Linked DNA regions of Macaca mulatta: region 1 is linked to region 2. The links are chromatin contacts, called in public Hi-C maps. All regions are on one chromosome and are shown on one strand. Each heading gives the region's core, a stretch centred on a gene start, on an enhancer-like site or on the middle of the called end of the contact. The rest is flanking DNA. Distances are from core to core; before and after follow the strand shown.

Region 1 (5,111 bases), core at 1,142-3,641, 200 kb before region 2:
GCTGCAGACCTTCGCAGTGAGTGTTAAAGAGCCACGTGCAACCCAGGTTCCCGCCTGCGCCTCTCCCTCCACACCTCCCGGCAAGCAGAGGGAGCTGGCTCAGGCCTCGGCCAGCCCAGAGAGGGGCTCCCACAGTGCCATGGTGGGCTGAAGGGCTCCTCAAGCACCGCCAGAGTAGACACCGAGGCAGAGGAGGTGCCGAGAGCGAGGGCTGCTAGCATGTTGTCACCTCTTACTAGGACATCTGGAGAAGGTCCCTTAGGGCACATCTATCTCTGCCTCAGAATAGTTGGCAATGGTGAGATGAAGGGGCTGCTATATGGGCCCAGGAAGGCACCTGAGGCAGAGGTGTCTAATAAGATCCAACAAGTGAGCACATCAAGATTCCAGGCCCAGATGCAGACGCTGGGAACCTACCAGAATGTGGAGCAGGATACCATGACTGTGAGCTGGATTCAGAGCTTCAAGTTCAGAAGGAGTCCAGTTGGGGTGAGAATAGGGGTGGAATGTTTTCTGAGCAGTGGTGCCAGGAAATTGCACTTGGGTGCAACCCAACATTCCTTCAAGCAGAGACTGATATTAAATATTTATCTTGTGCTTCAAGTACTAGAGTAGTACAATGAACAAAACAGGGCTGCAGTGAACTCACTGAAGATCTTTCCATCCACAAGAATGAAAGTAATAATGCAAAATGGGAATCCCAGCCAGTCAGCACGAGGGGAGTTGGTGGGGAAAAGATGGGCTCTTCAAAGTTGGGTTATGAAGGTTAGACGATGATTTCCAACTGAGGAGACAGCTGGAGGCATGTCAGAGTCAAGGAATCACGGTGTATGTGAACAAGGCATTTGGATGCAGCGTGATGAAGGCCACTGACTCACATTCCTCCTCACGTCCACATGATCATTTACACATAAGAGCCTGGCCCCATGCTGGGACATCTGGAGAAGGTTCTGTAGGGGACACCTAACTCGGCCTGAGAAAGTTTGGCCTCCATGAGATGAGGGAGTGCTAACCAGAGCCGGATGAGAGGAGAAAGTAGGAAAGGACCCCATAAAAACGCTACAGTACAAGGAACTCTATATATTCAAGGGGAAACAGAAACAACTTAGAGGTCTCAGTGAGATCTTATGTGTTGGAGGCTAAGCTAAATGATACAGATTGTCAGTCCCATGGTGTAAAAAGAAGGGCTTGGTGCAGGAGTTGGTGCAGTTTCCAGGTTTCTTGGAAGGTGCCCGGTGGCTAAGCCCACCCACGTGCACAAGAACTGAGACCTGGGCAATGTGGGGGTAGCAGGGAGCCAGCATGGGGCATGCCTCGGGTGGGAGTGAAGGGGCCGATGGAGGCAAGGGCTGGGCTTCTCACAGAAATAATGATCACAGAAAAGAAATGCCTGCCATGTGTTTGAGAACATGTCACTGAACAAATATCTGTATGATTTTTCTATCAACAGGAACAAATCTGCAATTCATTATCACCCTTATTTTTTTTTCCTATTTTGATATCTTTCTACCTTTTTATCAAGGCCAGTTGTAAAACAAGCAATCGATTTGATTTATTGGCGTTATGCTTTTTATGCAACAGAGAATGACAGAGGCAAAACTCTTGGGAGAAAACATTAGCCAGGCCGACCTCTCCTCAGCTTCCTTTATGAAGTATTACATTTTATGTTAATTCTTCATACGGAGAACTGAAAGCTGGTATTAGAGCACAAATACTGCCTTTGGCATCGAAGTTTTCAAAAAATCACCATATGTTAATTGAAGGTAAGTTTCGGGTATTAAATACTCTTTAATAAACTAAGTATTTAATACATAATAAATGCAAATCATTATAAAACCTTACTCAACTGGGAAGCTATTAAGAAGCCAGGGAATGAGCAATTAGGATGCGACAATGTTTCTCCATGACCACCGTGGAATATTTGTGATGAGCAGTTTTTGACTGAATTTGGATGGCAGAGTGCGGAGTACTCTTAAGTACACTTAAGCCTTCTTAAATTGTCTGTACACCAATATGTTTGATGTTGCAAATTTAAAAAATCCTTACAGAATGGTTTAAACAGTAAAAAAGTACCTATTAATGAAGTGAAAAGAATTCCTTCTTGATTTTTTCATGGATTACATCCAAGGAGGAGGAATTGCAGCTGGCCACTAGAGGGAGCCTCATTCACAGATCTTATGGAATCAAGTTTAGGAAGACGAAGTGTCATCACGTTTAGGCTTCCTGGGCACTTTGACACCATACAGGCTTCTTGTGAGGAGGAGGTAGGCACCAATTTATTTGCAGCCTTGAAATCTTCCTTTTGTGGTACCATGGAGTCAAAAGGGACTTCCTAGCATGTGGCCTGTGGAGGCCAGGGTCCTGGGAAGCTCCAGGGATGGGAGGGCAGGAGGAGCTATGGATGTCACCTTGACGGCTTACCGGGGCCTCAGGCTGGCCACAGGAGGGAACAAGAGCTATGGCAGGAGCAGCAGGGCGTGGGATTCCAGCAAGGCTGAAAGGTAGGCATCACAGGGGAGCAATGCTTTCCCACAGACTCAGCACGGTTGTTCCTGAGATATTTTTTTCTGCCCCCAGCTCTATGTTTCTTTAATATAACAACTTAGACAGTAGAAAGAAAAAAAGTCAGCTTGATACCCTAAATATACCGTATGCCCCCATATCCAAGACCAGATTCCCTGGGATGAAAATGATAAATATGGCTAGTTAGGCACAATGATGTGAACTGACTTAAATAGAACTAGGTTGGGATTTCCAATGGAACCACCAATGATGGTTCTTATTTTGAAAACCTGAGAAATGGACTTCAGGAGATTTATGGGGGTAAGGAAAAGAGCAGGGGAGCCTGTGTGCCTTTCCACCCGAGGGATGATTCTGGGAACATAGAAAACCAGGCTTCTTTCTACAGTAAGCATTTTCAAACTTTGCCAAAGAGTCCCATCAGGGCCTTTCAGAGCGGATTCAAATTAACCAAGGGTCCTCCCTCCTCTATACAACCCACAGTGTCTTCAGGGGGCTTCAGAACCGAGATGCTATGTGTGCATTTGGGTAAAGCAGAAACCACAGTCCCATTTTGGAAGGGCTTTCAATACAATTAGAAACATCTAAACTATTATACAGTAAACAAAATCCACACAAGTTTGCAACGGTATAAGGCACAGAGGGCAAAGTGCTTACTGTCGACTGCACAAAGGCCGAGACAAGGTTTGGAGTCTTAACCAGCCTTGGCCAAACGCTTTCAGCACGTCGGACTGGAATACAAGGGACAGTTTGGGGGTCAGGACTGCCACTTTTCAGAGCTTTTGAAGGGGGGACGAGGATTCTAAGAGGCCACTATCGCGCTGTCCTGATATTGTTGCTAGCAGTAGTAGTGTGTTTTATGAAAAGCAAAATAACATTGCAATAAAGCCACAGATGCAAACTGTAAACCCATGCAGAATAAGAAAAAATTCTTTCATAGAAGCCACAATAGTCCTGAGAGGTAACAGACAGACCACAAACCTCAGGAGGCTTCCTTGGAGGTGTCATCTAAATGGGTTTGTCACAGTCTAACTGGCAGAAGAAATCATGATTTTTGACAATGTGAAAATATCTAGACTATAGTCTATAACTGCAGAACTCACATAAAATACATACATTGAAAAATATTTTAAAGAACATTTCTATTTATTTTTTATAATAGGTTATTAATTATCATGTTAAATTTTTTATTTAAAAAAAAAATCTCTGAAGCTTCTCTTGAGAATGCCCATGACCTCTGTTGAGAAGCTCAGAGTGGCCTCTCTGTCCCAGCTCATCTCCACTGAACAAAACAAAATAGTGGCTTCTCTTCAGGGCCTTCTATCCCATTGTTTGCTTCCTTAGGATGTTCTCATAGACCGATGGCCAGCTAGCAACACTTGCTTTAGACTTCCAATTTTAGATGTAATCTGTATATCCAGAACCAGCGTTTAAACCTGATTAGCTTAAACACTAATAAAAGATATTTTAATATATGCTTTCTTCAACTACTCCAACATTGTATAGCTTGAAAGTGACTGTAGCAATGTATTAGGTTTACTTTTTTTTTTTTTTTAAATTTTACTTTAAGTTCTGGGATACATGTCCTGAACGTGCAGGTTTGTTACATAGGTATGTGTGTGCCATGGTGGTTTGCTGCACCTATGAACCCATCATCTAGGTTTTAGGCCCCACATGCATTAAGTATTTGTCCTAATGCTACTATCCCTCCCCTTTTCCCCTACCCCCCCAACAGGCCCCGGTGTGTGATGTTCCCCTCCCTGTGTCCATGTGTTCAACTCCCACTTATGAGTGAGGACAGGCAGTGTTTGGTTTTCTGTTCCTGTGTTAGTTTTAATTCTCCTGTACACTGAAAGTCTCGTATTATACTTGCATTTGCTGCTATAAATACTCTGAAAAGTTAGAGGAAATGATAAAAATATATTGACAGAACCAAATAGCAAGAATGCAATCTTCTGATGTGACATCGAACGTTTCAAATCATCTTTGTATTTGTGTCTTGGTTGTGCGTGAGCTGTTCCAGTCTGTATTCTTGCTTATAGACCTGAAGGGTGCATGTTTCCTTAACTGGGATCTGGAGTTCTTGAAGTGGTAAAGCAATAAGCTCCTTGTTTCTGAAAGTTTTAGGTAAGAAATCAGCTTTCATGAAATGAGCATACTTTTCAAAGAAGCGCCACATTTGAATACCTACCAGAAGCTGTCCAGCAAAGCAGACGAAGAGGATGAAGGCCAGCAAGAGAAACGCAGCCCCAAAGGAGATGCCCAGGACGGACGTTCTACCAGGAAACAAAAAGTAGCAAGTCAGGGTGGAGATCGTTTCTATCATTCTGGAAAGCTACCAGTAATACTTTTGGGTTAATGAGGACTTTATTAAATTCAGACTGCAATCCTCACTAAAATTTTGAGAAATAAAAATGGAGCTAAAATACCACACACATGTCCATAGAAAAGGGTCTACACAGCGATGGCCAATCAACTTACTCTGACTCAATAAAACTGCCTCATAAGCATCAGTTCTTTATGGAGGATAAAGAATCTTTTTAAATGACTTGCCCATGTGTCTGGCAGTTTCATGTGGTACTTGGCCACAT
Region 2 (4,583 bases), core at 1,655-4,154:
CCGTTTTCTTCAAGCATGGTCCTGTGACTTGTGATCCCCTTCCTACTCGGGGAATTACATTTCCCTGCCCAGCTAACATAAAGTTTGGCTAAAGTATGATCAGTGAAAGTGACCAGAGGCCCTTCTGAGCAGAAGCTTTAGGGACATCACAGGATTCTACCATCTCCCTTCCATTTGCCATGAGCCCAGCAATGCTCCAGATGGGAATGCTGCCTCCGCCAGAGATCTGGAGGAAGGAGGATGGTGTGAGAACTGCAGCCCACTATCCACAACAGAAACCTAAGGTAGCAACAGAAAGCAGCTCTGCTGTCAGTCACAGAGATCTCAGGGTCATTTGTTACAGCAGCATCACCTCACCACTCCTGCTTCATATGCCAACTTCATGGCACTGATGGTCCCTTGTAAGAACTAGAAGAAAATGTGAACAGGACAGAGCCTATAGCAGTTATATAATACTACCAGCTTCATGAATGTCTTTCTAACTTGTTTTTTCAGTATCATTATCCTCGCCTCCAAAAACACCACCTGTAATTATCTGCTGCTAACTGCAGATGCAGTAAGAACAACTCAGCTCTAGGGTTTCAGGGCAAATGAATGCACTCAGCCTACTATCTCTCCTCCCAGAGTGCGAAACAAAGGCAGACAAGTAAATATTATGGTTGCATGTTTATTTTTAATTTCACAATGTTCATTTGTATGCAAATCACAGATGGCTTTGGGGTTCTAGGCAAGCTGCCAAGAAGATTCTTCAGGGCCTAAAGTGTGGACACACTGTGTCGACTCGACTCCATTTTCAACATATTTTAGGGATTAGAGCACTTCAACTTGAGAAAAGATTTCAGATCCACTGCTATTAAGAAAAAAACTATTAAAGGTACTGGCAAACGCTGAGATTGCAATAGCTTATTCTTGAAGGGACAGAATAATTAGGAGCTGCTGGTGCAAAACTGAAATAGAAGTTGTTCATGCAGACACAGACATACAGCACAATGACATGCAGGTTCATGCTCGTTCTGCCAGCTGTTCTAAAAAAATTCGCTACAAATCTTTACTCTTACAATGATTTCTATGTGGCATTTTATTTTCTCACCCAGTTTTAAATTATTGGCTTTTACATTATGTTATATATACATGTACACGCACACACACATATATACACACACAATTTATAACATAAATTTACATATTATCTATACTATAGTAATATTTATAAATATATTTACAAAGTAGACTCTTCGTGACTACTTTAAGTAGATAATGCTATAAGTAGATAATGCTATTTTTTCTTTTTATACTGAAGATAACAATTAATTTTAAAAGAAATAGTTCATCTATACAAACTTCACCAGCTAACATTTGAACTTCCCAGACAAAACTGACGTGATATGTTTGTTTAATTCGGCCCTATACGGAAAAGAAAACAGTTTCACAAAGGCTGCTCAGATGCAGCCCTGAGATGGGCAGGTGTCAATGGAACCAGAGGCAGTTTCATCTTAACTGCGCACAGATCCCAGAGGGAGAATATGGGGTTCCTGGAAACTACCTTCTGAGGAATTTACAAAGGAGGAGCAGTGTGCTGGGGTCACTCCCATAACTAAGACTCCTGAGTCTCAGAGCACAGGAAATAGTGTAATGCTATCCATGGGCTTCACCAGTGGAAAGCAGTGAGCTGTGGGAAAGTCCCTCCAGGATGGACGACTGCGTGGTCCCTCCGCAAGCAGTCTGACATGGTGAGGCTGAGGGGAGGAGGAGCTGCATTGTTAAAAACTAAAGCATGGGAGCAGTGACTGAAAGTAGATAGCAGGTCGGCCCCTGCTGACACACCTACTCGCTACAGAATGTGTCAACTCCGAGAGAGGCACAGCTAAAGATCACCTGCTTGGAACTCGGTATGCCAGGCATGCCGTTGATAACACAGGGAACAAGGAGGCAGGCAAGCTCAGAAGCTCCTTAATTCTGGAGGCTTATAAGAAATTCCTGGAAAGCCCACCTTTCTGCATCTGAACCAGGGGCAGGTGGCAGGTTCTGGTCTCCCCAGACATGCCCACCTGCCAGCATGTGTCCTCAGGTAAGAAAGACACGATGTGAAACCCATACCTATGACTGCTCCATTAGGCTTTTCAGGATCTCCTGGACTGCATGAGGGCCTCTCCACCCATGCCACCCAGGCCTGGTGCTCAATTTCATCAGCAGGGAAAGAAAGGGGACTACTGTAATTATCCCACTATGTCCGTTTTGTCCATTAGGTTATGAATTCGGAGAGCACGAATTCATATTTCCTGAGTCTGTATTGAAGCCCAGGCACCGTAACATTGGATGAGAGAATGAATCAAATAAGAAAGCCAGAAGTCTCTGCTGTGGGTCCTGCTTTTACCCACTGGTGGTGTCACACCCCCAGCCTTCCCTTGAGGAACGTCCTATTTATGTGTAGTTCCTCATCAGTAGCAGCAGCTCTGGGTATTCACCATTTGGGAGTGTGCAGGAGTGGCATATTCTGAGAGTGGATCCCACTCTCATATACCCATGGAACTTTTAAAAAAACAATGGAAAGAAAGACACTGAACAAATAATGATGTAAAGTTGTTTATGGTGAATGCCAAATGGGGTCAGGAGAAGGAACATGGGGGCTTGTCTGGGCCATAAAGTAAGGTTTCTCTAAGGAGGTGACAATTTCAAGCTGAGCCCCAAGGAAGAAGAAGGAGCCAGGAAATGCTGCATTGGAGGAGGTGTGGTGCATTCTGTAAATGAAAGAAGGAGAAGACAGCTGAAAGAGAGGCGAGTTGGAGAAGGCACAGCCCACGGACGGCCTTGCAAAGGCATTTTGATTTTAGTCTAGCAGGTTGTGCATCTGAAGCATAACACATGATCCAGTCTGCTTCTGCAAGAGCTAAGTGAAGGAGTGAGGGAAGGAAGCAAGTGTGGAGCCTCATGGTATATTCTGGAATGACCCGGACTTGGAGCCTGATTGAATGCTCTGGAGAAAGGGGAATCATTGGGTGTGGGTGCAGGAGGTGGCATCTATATGCCTGCCCCCAAATCCAGCTCTGCCACTTGCACACTGTGTGCCCTGGGCCAGTCACTTCATCTCTCCCAGGCTCGGTCTTCACACCAGAACAAAGGAGGTAGGGACCTCATTACCAGTATTTAACAGAACGGAACATGTCAAACACCTTGGAAACTGCTCGCTCCAGATAGGAAGCCGTGAATAAATGCTGTTGTCCGTCACTATCTCTATTATCATTGATGTATTTAGTCATGCATTACCATTCATTCAAAGCCAACTCCGGACATGGCTGGGAAAATAAAGACCTAAAAGAAAGCGTTAGATGAACTGGATTTCTGTTCTGTCTTGTAAAAGAAAGGACCATAGGAATCAGTACAAGAAAACACAACCTTATTAGGGTGCTTTTCTGAAAACATTTCATATCCTCTAATGGAGGGCTGTATGGTACCAGTATCGGAATAGGTGAAAGGAGTTACTGATGGCAGGGAAGAAGCTTATGTTTAAGGGATGGCTTCCTAAGACAGAAGAAGTGAATTTCTGTCAATAGTTCTGGAAAATGATCATTAGGAAGTAGAAACTTCTTCAAATGTCTGATCTGCAGTGATCCCCCTCTGCACACAGTTACCCCCTCCCAGCCTCCAGTTACCATGGCTGAACTGCCCACAGGGAAGGGATTACCTGGGAAGTACAATTGTGGAAAAGAAAGAAGGAGCAAAAGGGCTGCTTATCGGTTGGCGTGGAACCCACCAACTGTGTGCTGAAGGACTGCCACGTCACTGTCAGAATCACCTTCCGAAATAACTAACTGCCCTTCTGAAGGACAGGCCAGCTTCTCCAAGCACAAAATCGTAGTCACTTTAAAAATAAACGCTGTAGAAATAAACCCCTTTTCTAAGCTGTGACTTTGGGGCGGGGGCAGCATAGGTCTGGACAAAGTGTTCATTCACTGGAAACTTCTATGGGTCGAGAGCAGAATGGGTGCTTGTTCCTTGGCCACGCAGGCACAGAGATCCTCCCACAACCAACTCTTTCATTAACAGGAAGGTGAAACTTCCCCTGGCTTTTAAGTATCTGGGACACTCAAACACTCACCAGTAGGAAACAGGTTCCCTAATAAATTATTTTTCTTTTCCTTGTAGAAAGGAGAGAGACCAAAGGCACCACATTAGTGGATACTGACCCTGGCAAATCCAATATGGTTCTCAGAAGCACTGTAGAGAGGAATGCGTGAGGACACCAAGCGGAGGGGCAGGCATCTGCTCAGCCGGTTTCCGGGATGGTGCCCAAGATTCCCTCCTACTGATATGTGTGTTCTGATGTTATTCCATCCACTTACGGGTGAGACCCAGTAGCCTCCTTCTTATGAGCAGAATAGGCGAAAGTGATGGGTCAGATGTCACTGGTCAGATTAGGCTGCACAAACTACGACTCCCATCTTGCTCCTACCTATGCTCGCTCTCTTGCTGGTCTCTGCAGCCCTCTTCCTTGCTAACCCTGAGAAAGCCAGCTGCATGGTTGTGAGCCACCCCACAGAGATGGCCAACTGGCAAGAAACTAGGTGGGGCCCCTGGCTAACAGC

What was found. A called contact is a pair of places that touch in the nucleus more often than the background predicts.
Region 1: a Hi-C map of sperm shows a contact between it and region 2, with 4 times the contacts expected there. The contact joins two enhancer-like sites. A contact is called at or near these places in 2 of 14 Hi-C or Micro-C datasets (fibroblasts and sperm).

Annotation. Positions count from the first base shown.
Region 1 is chr6:8,804,706-8,809,816 of T2T-MMU8v2.0, reverse strand. ADCY2 (adenylate cyclase 2) reads right to left here. Exons shown (of 25, transcript NM_001265652.1): 15 at 4,712-4,796. Among named protein-coding and RNA genes, the nearest start is that of CFAP90, 100 kb to the left of the region's middle. Within about 2 kb of position 2,391, at least 3 of the 40 cell types and tissues checked have an H3K27ac peak or open chromatin away from gene starts, as enhancers often do.
Region 2 is chr6:8,609,067-8,613,649 of T2T-MMU8v2.0, reverse strand. The region is part of intron 3 of ADCY2 (adenylate cyclase 2); the gene reads right to left. Among named protein-coding and RNA genes, the nearest start is that of ADCY2, 150 kb to the right of the region's middle. Within about 2 kb of position 2,904, at least 5 of the 40 cell types and tissues checked have an H3K27ac peak or open chromatin away from gene starts, as enhancers often do.